Linked DNA regions of Sus scrofa: region 2 is linked to region 1. Evidence: chromatin contacts called from public HiChIP or PLAC-seq data. All regions are on one chromosome and are shown on one strand. The core of a region is the stretch at or near the end of the contact, and the rest is flanking DNA. Distances in the headings are between cores, read along the strand shown.

What was found. HiChIP or PLAC-seq counts read pairs in DNA pulled down with a chosen protein or histone mark.
Region 2: an H3K27ac HiChIP or PLAC-seq map of skeletal muscle shows a contact between it and region 1. The contact joins two enhancer-like sites. A contact is called at or near these places in 1 of 47 Hi-C or Micro-C datasets (embryonic fibroblasts) and 1 of 2 datasets of contacts at active chromatin or transcription factors (skeletal muscle).

Annotation. Positions count from the first base shown.
Region 1 is chr7:83,073,028-83,078,133 of Sscrofa11.1, reverse strand. NR2F2 (nuclear receptor subfamily 2 group F member 2) reads left to right here. Exons shown (of 3, transcript NM_001190253.1): 3 at 1-630. Among named protein-coding and RNA genes, the nearest start is that of NR2F2, 15 kb to the left of the region's middle. Within about 2 kb of position 2,988, at least 42 of the 83 cell types and tissues checked have an H3K27ac peak or open chromatin away from gene starts, as enhancers often do. A contact at or near this core is called in skeletal muscle, where this site is marked.
Region 2 is chr7:83,238,726-83,243,831 of Sscrofa11.1, reverse strand. No RefSeq gene overlaps it. Among named protein-coding and RNA genes, the nearest start is that of NR2F2, 150 kb to the right of the region's middle. Within about 2 kb of position 3,046, at least 5 of the 83 cell types and tissues checked have an H3K27ac peak or open chromatin away from gene starts, as enhancers often do. A contact at or near this core is called in skeletal muscle, where this site is marked.

The sequences.
Region 1 (5,106 bases), core at 1,739-4,238:
AAACTTTAAAAGGCAACTCAAAGATGATGGAAACGCACTTACAAGTGGTGACCAAAAATTTTAGGTGAAGTTGAGCACTCTAATTTGAGAACTGGAGGAACCACATACAACACTTAACTCCCCTTACCCTGCCCCCCCCCAAAAAAAATAGACACCATGACAAACCTAGCTTTTTAAAAATATTTTAAGAAAGAGAAATGAACTGTGGAATTTATTGGCAGCCAAGGAATGTGTCCAAGACACATGCTGAGGTTTTGAATAAAAAGTGAACTTTTGTAATTTGAATTGGGTCCCGCTTAGTTCTTGAATTGTTATGAAAATCCTATATCTGTTTGTATATTTGCAAACCCTTTGTATTATAATTGTTGATATTTTCCCTTTTTAAAAAATACCATTGAAATCAGCATGACAAAATAACACTGTTGGCACTTATAGGTAACGTGATTGATTCAGTATCTTAGAGTTTACAGTTTGTGTTTTAAAAAAACTGAAGGTTTTTTTTTTTAAGTGCAACATTTCTGTATACTGTAAAAGTTATAATAACTGAACTGTTTGGTCGAGTCTTTGTGTGTTATATTCCAAGGAAAATTGAAAGTATTCAGAAATTAAAATATTATTTGATATCTGAAACCTGTTTGGCTGTCCCCACTCACTGTCTTTCCATGGAGAAGCCCCTGTGAGCTCTCGCTAAGCTGGGCCTGGGGCTCTATTTGTTTACTCCCCTTAGCCAGTTTGTTCAAAGGTAGACTAGTGTATTTGCCTGTTTAATTTGGGTGTGTGTGTTGGGGGGAGCTGAAGTTAATGGTTTATCTATGGTTTAGGAAGTGCCATACGGTTATAGTAAACCACCCCCCATTCACCTAATCCTTCTTTTAATTAAAAATGGATTTTCCAGGAAAAAAAAGGCCCTTATATTTGTCACACTTAAGTGCCTGCTTAGGGAAGGTATTGTGAAAAGTATTAGAAATCTTGAGATCAGTATCTATTTTATGATCAGGAAAAAATACTGTTTTGTACATTTCTGACAGTTACGCAAAAGCCCGTTCAAGCAAGCTAATCACAGCCTTGTAAATAGAAGGCAGTTGTTTGCAATGAGTTTTTCCTTAAGTAAGTGTGATTTTTAAAAATATTCTGTGGTTCTCATCTAGTGTGGTTGTTGAGAGGATTTCAAATTCAGTGATATAGCTTAGAGCGGCTGAAGGGTTTATTTTTAATGTATATATGATAACTTGCAGTTGGCCTGCCCCCCCCCCAAGTTCATTCTGTGAGAGCGTGACCACAGGTCAAGGGAATCTTTTCCATTGGAGTTATGTACATAAAAACACATCGACATTTTGACATTTCAGATTGTGTAGATATAATCTGTACTGCTCTTGGGATCCTTTGTCCTTAAAAGCCAAATTAAGAAAAAGAAGAGAAAGAAAGAAGGAAACTTTACAGGGTGTGCAGATTTGGAAGTAGTAACTATTTTGTTTTGGAGTCTCTCCCCCCCCCCCTTCTCTTTTCCTGGTTTAGAGGAAGCTCAGTGTGTGGGAGCTTGCAATTTTTGTTCTTACTGAGGCTTTGCAGCACCCCCACCGCCATCATACATCACTATGGTTGTGGTTTAATTTTAAAAGGGGGTGGGTAAGGGGATGTGAAAGAAAAGGATCATTTTGTAAAGTGTATTAAACTTTGATACTCAGTTCCAGTCAATACATGTAGACCGGAAAAATCTGTCTGATTTGTGCATTTGAGCAGAGTTCTCCATCTGACCCTCAGCTTCTTTCTGTAGATATATACATACATAAATATAAGTATGTTCTTATGGCAGAACATCGCTGACCTCTAGATTGAGGTTTTGTAGCTTGTTGTTTATTTTCTTCTCTTGCAAGTGCTATCCATGTGAGTGTGTGAAGTTTCTCTAATAAGTAAAACACAGGCCCTTTTCCTTGTTTGTTTTGTGTTAGTTTATTGTAAACAGCCATTTGTTGTAAATTATTATTGGCATTAAATTATAATTTATGATTTTCAAAGCAAAAGACAGTCCCTGTTTTATTCTGCTTAAAGCATGTGTTCTAGACGTTGGAAATCTCTCTCTCACTCTAAGTTTCAGCAATGAGCTTGGGGTCTGCGAGGCAGAAAAACAGGACCCAAAATTTTTCAAACGGTTAAAACAAAACCCCTTGTATATGTTTAGAGTGGCCGGAGGAGGATCTGTTTAGAGTCTTGAGTTTGGTTTAAGTTTATTGCATTTAAAGAAAGTTTTTCTTTTCACGCTGAGTTAGAACAAAAGATCTTTGCTTCGACTGAATTGGACAAAAGACGAGGGCTGGGACCCAGCGAGTGCGTTCTGTGTGAAATTGACGAGATCTTTAAAAAAGCTGCTAAACATGGCGACTCTTTCCCTTTAAGTGTCTCTTTTTCCTTGCTGGGTTTTTTTTTCCCCCCTATCTGATCTGAGCTCGCTTTATTTCTTTTCCCAACCCCGCTCCCCCTCCTCCTCTTGGCGCTCGGGGGTGTGAGAGAACCCAGTTAGACGCGAAATGCAACAATAGTCCGAGGAGAGAGAGAGAGGGGCGATCGCTGCTTCTCGTCACTTTCAAACAAACCTGGGGAATGACTGAGCTGGGGCGGGGGGGGGGGGGGGCTGGTTCCTAGCCTGTTCGCTCGGCTCGCGGCCGCCCTGCCTCGGCCTTTCACTATTAGTTCTCTCCCGGCCGCCAGGGGCTGGGGCTCAAAGTTAGCGGGAGACGTCCGGGGCTGGTTCCGCGGAGACGGCTGGGTTAGCATCCGGCCGGCTGCAGGGACCGGGGCCTGGAGTTGGCAGCAGCTGAGGAAAAGTGCCTGCCCCCCAGCCTCCGCCCCCCACTTACGTGCGGCGGAATTCCGCCAGCGCCCCCGGAAAGTCCGGGGTGCCGGGCGCTCCGAGCTGCTCTCCTAGGATGTGCAAGAAGCGGCGACAGGCGGGGGGCGGAGGCGGGGGGCGGTCAGGGGGAGCTCGAGCGTGTGAAACTCTGCCTCGAAGCTCGCTTTTGACTTGGTCCTATGAGCTGAGCCAACATGGCGTCTCCCACTGCACCGCGAGCGCCGGGCTGCCAGGCACGGCAGGGCCGGGTAATAGAAAACACATTGGTTACCAAAAAGAAAAGGGGGGGGGGCGGCTAAAGGCCATTCCATCTGCAGGCAGAAAACCCTCTTTTAAACTCTAGCTGGCGAGTGAGTGCGGTCCTCGATTATTCTGTAATTAAAGCAGCAGAATTGGTAGGGAACATATTGGTAATACAGTATCCCCTTATCTCTGCGCCCCCTCCCCCTTGTAATAGGGAGAGTTTATTTCAGGTCTCCTCTCCCAACAGGAACCAAATTAGAAAAAGTCTGTATTCTCCACAGATCTTAAATGTTTGAATGGTATAGGGGAGGGGGAGGCCAGTATTTAACAGACCTCGGTCAGTTCTCGCGCTCATTAATGCAGGGGCCGTGCAGGGGGAGGGGGTGTGCCGGGACCACCCCCTACACACACCCGCCGAGCTGAGGGGTGGGGGCCGGGCTTCGATCCCCGCCGGACGTGGGCACAACTTGCTGCTTGCGTGGCAAAGTTAGGGGAAAGGTGGCTTTGCGGGGGGCAGAGAGCTGACTGCCGGTGCGCAGGGGCCGAGGGCCGATTCCGGGCTGGGGGTCGCAGGTCCTAGAAATGTGTGAGGCGGCATGGACGGCGCCCCTAATAGGAGCGCTTCTACATCGGGGGTCCCTTTTAATAGGTTTGAGAGGAGGCGAGGTCTGCCATGGAACAGACCTGACCTCCCAGAGAGGGTCTTCTGAGGGCCTCTGGGGAAACAGTGGTTTGGCCCTGGTCGAGCTCTCAGGCGCTGGGGGAATGGCCCCTTACGGTCCAATACGAGCTCTGGCCCAGGCCTGGAGACCCTTACCCTCAGCCGCCTGGGAGGGGAGCGAGTTTCTCTCTGAATTCCGGGCCTCGTCGAGATTTATTGAAGTTAGGTTTAAAAAACGTGCTTCAGATGATTTTTCCCATTTTCTCAGATTTCAAAGGCTCCCTGCAGTGCGGCTGCCTAATTAATGGTGAAATTCAACTAAATCTAATTATGCAGTAATTTTAAAGCAGTTAGTGCTGGGCGTTGGTTTGTAATAGGACCCCAGTTTTTTAAAGTTTGCTTACTGTGTTGGTTTAGGGGAAAGCCATCTTTTGTATAGCAAAGAAAGACAGGGAAATAGTTTTGCTGCGTGAACCAGAGGACTGAGAACTGCCCCCACCCTCCACATTTCCATCCTCACTTCTATCTATCTCCCTTTCTTTCTCTCTCTTTCTCTCCTGGGCTCCTGCTCAAAATCTGAGCGAGGTGCTAACCCAGCAAGGAGACCTGGTTTCATAGCCAAAGGGGAAAAGGGAGAATTTTTCATAAGGAGACACAAAGGGGCTTGGTATCTGCCCTCCTGGATGCATCTGTAAATGCCTGAAAACAGGGAAGGGGGACTCTCATCTCCTCTAATAGAGAACAGATTTCCTCTCTTTAACATCCATTGTCATTAAGGCGAAAAGCTGACTCTTGGAGTTATAAATCTTATCATCCTTCTGATAACACACTTGTAATAAGTTAGTGTCTTATTCAAAGTGAATTGTAAAACTGCCTCATTTAATATGGCATCTGTGTCGTTAAAACTTTTAAGTCCCCCCCACCTCCTTTGAGTCTTGTAGGCCTGGCATGTGGGCAAGCGCTGAGGTGCCTACTGGGCCTCTGGGGTAGGACCAAGGGGGAAGGAGGTGTGAGAGATGGGATTCAGCTTCTGGATCTTAGTCTGGGGTGAGAGACCCCTGAGGCAGAGAGGGCCTGGGGGGGGGTTTGCTGTATCCCCCTTTCCCATCCCCCTGAGAGGCCCCCTCGAAATGACGTTCCTTGAAAGAAACATGCTTGTGATTAGCTAAGCAAACACATCTGCTTTCGGAGTTGGGCCTTCGTTAATTAGCTGAACAAAGGGCCGTTTTGCTTTTTACCTTTTGCTGGGGGAGAGTGTGTTATTTCAGGAGTGTCGCGGGCCCTCCTCTTTTCAATTGCAGCCACGACGTTAATTTTATTGGGATTACTGATGGGAAATGAGGTGGCGCAGGCT
Region 2 (5,106 bases), core at 1,797-4,296, 170 kb before region 1:
GGGGGGAGAATCATAAGAGATATCCCCAAGGCCATCAACATGCTTTTGCCACATCTACTGCTTGAGTTTTTCCTCTACCTCCTTCCTTCACCAGTAATCGCCAAGCCAAGTGGTTGTGATTAAATCAACCCAAGTTACTGGCAGTGAGACAGACCCCTGAGAGTTGCTTCCTGGGTTTCAGGAATAAGCCTAGATTTTTTTCTATAGCTACCACTATGTTTAATGCTCAGTGTTCTTTCTCCTCTTCATTTACTTCAAACTTGAGTGTATCTCGGGGCCCTTTCTCTCTGATCCAGGAGAGAGGGAAAGATTCTGTTTTATATCTACAGCTACCTCTGGGCTCCACAGCTGATTTTTGCCCCCTTGGTAACTTCATTCCCACCCCTCAGGGAATGAGCCCAGAAGTGAAAGCAAGTGTGGCTCATAGATTCTAATATTATAGACTATTAGGGCTCAACAGGACCTGAGAAGTGATCTTGTCCAATGAGGCCCACAAAGGTTCCATTCCTCTGTCTACTTGACAAAAACTTTGATAAGCCCTCCTTATCTCAAAGTTTGTTTCTAAATTTGATTTTCCAAATAATTACTGAACCCCTTCTACATTAAAACTAACAGCTGTACCATTCAAAGAAATATACTTCTTATTCATATGCTGTTTGTTTATGAAAGAAATCAACTAATCTTCCAAAAGATACTATCCTTGATTCTACCTGTCCTCAGTAAGAGAACAGGTAGGTATGAAAAAGGAAAATAGCCTTACACTAACATGCCCTGGGATTTTAAACTCAACTCTTAGAAGAAGAATCCTCTATTTGTTTGGGCCCTCTTATAAATCAGTGTTCCACTTGGCATTAGTCACTGTCATCAACCTGATTTATCCAGGGTTAAAATCCAAACATGGGAGCTCCTGCTGTGGCAGATGGGTTAAAGATCTGGCTGCAGCTGCTTGGGTCACTGCAGAGGTGCAGGTAGGGTAAGGATCTAGCACTGTTGCAGCTGTGGTGTAGTCATGGCTGCAGCTAGGGTTCGATCCCTGGCCCAGAAACTTCCATGTGCTGCAGGAGCAGGCAAAAAAGAAGAATTAAAAATGCCAAACTGAACAAGTCTGAAGGTTGTCATACAAAATGGAAGAAAGGACCATGGAGAGCTGGTTTTAGGCTGCTCAGTTCTCCCCCTGCTACTTCCTTTCCAGGCTTATTTCTATCTAGCTAATCTCTGTCCCACCCCCATGGTCCCATATATAGGAACAAGGGCATAACACAATCTCCAGGGATCACTAAAAATAAAAGAAGGAAAAGAGTTTAAAAAAAAAAAAATAGACGAGTGCAATTTAACAATTTACAGTTCCAAGAGATCTGAATGTTAATTAAAATATAAATGAGTCCTTCATTACTGCTTTTATAAGGCTACCACTACACATAAAATGTAGATTTAGGTGTAAATTATATATATGTCTGTGTGTATATATATATATATATATGTGTGTGTGTGTGTGTATGTATATACACACATATTCATTTCAATGTCCTTCTCTGAGAAAGTCAAAGTGCTTTCATATATATGAATTTAAAATCATGAAACTCCAGTGCAGCAGAGAATAGTAGAGCAAGCAAGATACAGAAGCACCTAAAAGCATAGTCAGAAAGAGAACTAGATTCAAATGTATCTGAAACATTGGTATCTATATGACCTGGGGCAAAACCCTCCTATTAGCTGCTACTCAGAGCACAGTAGTCAAAATGAAATGCAAATTGGTTCAACCACTGTGGAGAACAGTATGGAGGTTCCTTGAAAAACTGAAAATAGAATTACCATATGTTCCAGCAATCCCACTCCTGGACATATATCCAGAGAAAACTGTTAATTCAAAAAGATACCTGCACCCTATTTACAATATCCAGGACATGGAAGCAACCTAAGTGTCCATCATCAGAGGAATGGATAAATAAGATGTGGTACATATATATAATGGAATATTATACAGCCATAATAAAGAATGAAATAATGCCATTTGCAACTACATGGATGAACCTAGACATTATCATACTAAATGAAGTAAGCCAAACAAAGACAAATATCATGATATTGCTTCTATTTGGATTCAAAAACAAGATGCAAATGAACTTATTTACTAAAGAGAAATAGAGATCCACAGACATGGAAAACAAATGCACGGTTACCTGAAGGGAAAGGGGGGTAGGCATAAACTTGAAGTTTGGGATTAACATATGCACACTACTATACATAAAATAAATAAACACCAAGACCCACTGTATAACACATGGAACTATATTCAATATTTTGTAATAATCTATGAGAAAATTATTATTATATAAAATTATTATATGAAAAAGCATATATCTGAAACAGTATGTTTTATACCTGAAACTAACACATATTGTGAATCAACTGTATTTCAATTAAAATAGAAACAACAACTAGGACTTCCTGCTATGGCCCAGTGCATTAAGAATCTAAGAGCTGGAGCACTGGGTTAAAGGATCCACCATTGCCACAGCTGTGGTATGGGTTGCACCTGTGGCTCAGATTCAGTCCCTGGCCTGGGAACTTCCACATGCCCCATGTGCAGCCATTAAAAAAAAAAAAGACATTTCTAGAAGTAAAGCATTGTATTTGATACACAATAGGTACTCAATAAATGGCAAATGGTTTATAAATATTATTACTATATGGGGGAGGGGAGCTGGGGCATAAGAAATGAACTAATTCAGAGTCATTCAAGCCCCAGTGGTATCACAACAAATGTCATAACAAATGTTCTCAATGTACAGCATGGACTGTTTTCATCCACATGACAGTACGCACTGTTATGAGCTTATTTTCCCTGAACTGACCTGTTCCTATGACCCACATTGTCATCTCCCCAAACCTTCCCTCTTCCTTCACACACACACACACACACACACACACACACACACACTCTCTTACCGCTTAATTGCCTGTCGTTTTAGCTTCCAGAAGTAACCTCACAGAGCTAAATATAGCTCTGTCCTTGCCAACCAACAAGCCTTTAAAGGAGTTAAATTGCCTTGCTCTTTTACTCCCTACCCAAACTTGATCTCAAGCTCTATGAAAGAAGAGCACTGAGGGCCTTCTATGATCTTCAAATGTTTAGCAACTGATGCGTTGTCCATTGCTCAAGAGGTTTTGTGTACTGCTACTTAATCCTTGTTTCAGTTACAACCCCTGTAGGGAAATTTGAGTCCTGTACACGAGTTCTTCATTTATTTCTGAGCCCAGATAATTCTAGGATTACCACTTAGAAAATTGGAAGAACAGACTTCTGCATAGTTACCAGGCAGACAATATTGAAAAAAGGGGCATGTAGAAGACCGGTCTTGGTGACAAGGTTAGGGATAGCTATTGTGACTCAATCCCATTAGCAACAACATTACACTCATTAAGCAAACCCTAGAAGTGAAGAGAAACTTCGCCCTCCCACTCCCCCTCCCCATTTCCTCTCCTCCAGAAGGAAGGCTCCTTCAAACACAGGGGATTCCTGGCCCAGGAAATCCTTCTCCGGAGTAAATCACAGAGCACTCCCAGGACGAGCAGCTCCAAAACCAGAACATACTGCGAAGGACACATGCCATTCTCCAAAAATCTACCAGCGTACCCCATTCATAAGCTTCCTCTCTCTTATTTCTTCAGTGACCTTTATGGCTTGGAAAATATTCCTTTGTGTTAACGCAAACACAAACTATTCTGCAAGCATCATTCAAGAATTTAAGGATTCTATTAATCTGATGTCTTAATTGTTATTGAGAAGAGGAAACAGGAGTGCCTTTGTTTCCCGAATGACCACAGGCTTCTAAAAAGTGGCCCACAGAGTTGGGCGTTTGCATCTCAAATTGCAGGCAGCCCTGTGCAGTGGAACTTTAGAGTAACAAATTCCCAGACATTAAAAGAGGCATGGAAAGAACAGAAAGTTGGGTAAATCCAAAGTGAACTGAAGTTTTTCTCCCACATCTCCATTCATCTTGAAGACAGTTTTAAGATAATGATTAACAAATGTGTATTTCAAGACTAAAGACATTAATTGGGCTAGCAAATAGTGAAGCCACACACACACACACACACACACACACACACACAATGCTGAACATGCATCAAAAAAGAAAGAAAAAAATCTTGCAACAAAAGAAAGAAATAAAAATCAGTGTAATTTAATGATAGTATACTATGAACTTACTATTTATGAGGCATTGAGAATCCAGGCACAGAAAAAGAAGTAAGATTTAACTACTGTCTCCTAAGTGTTTACTTTCTATTAGGAAAGGATAAATCAAGTACAGAAATATCTATAATACAGGCTAAATAAAAGAAATGCTACCCCAAAGGGAGAGAAGACATCCAACTGAGCTGAGAGAAAGGCATATGGAACCAAAAGTACCTCCATGGAGTTGAGCTTTAGGAACCTGGCAAAAATTGATCTTGGAAAGAAGATTGAATATTCTGGTTGAAGAAATAAAGATACCCTAAGATAGAGAGGTAGACAGATATGAAGAGTTTCAGGGAAATTGAGCAATATTTTGGATTGAGCATAGGATGTTTATGAGTTTAGTGAAAACAGAAAAAAATAGATTATGGGTATCTTGAAAAGAATAGTTTACACTTAATTTGAGAGTTAACTAGTAACTGATAGTTTCTGAGCCCTGTAATACTGTGATCTGAGATAATTTTTGTGAAGAAATATACAGTAGTAGGCAAAGAAACGCACTCATTTATGCCCTCATTCAAGAGATGTTAACTGAACACTTACCATGTGCCAATCCTTGGGCCAATGTAGTCTAGCTGGGAAGGAAAAGTTATAGTATGTGAACCTTACATAAAAGAAACAAATAGATAAAAGAAGTAGGATCTATAGGACTTGAGAACTTACCAAGGATAAGTGAGGAAAGTGGAGGAGAAAGGTGAACTTCAAGTTTTGGGGCCAAAGATAACGAGAAAAGGGGTGGGATGGGGGCAGGGAAGTACAGGTGTTGGGGAGTTAGGAAGGGAGATAGTGGGAGGAGCAGCTGGGACAGGGTGACAGGAAGAGAAGGAACTGAGCTGGTACAGGTGTTGATGCATACTTGACCCAGA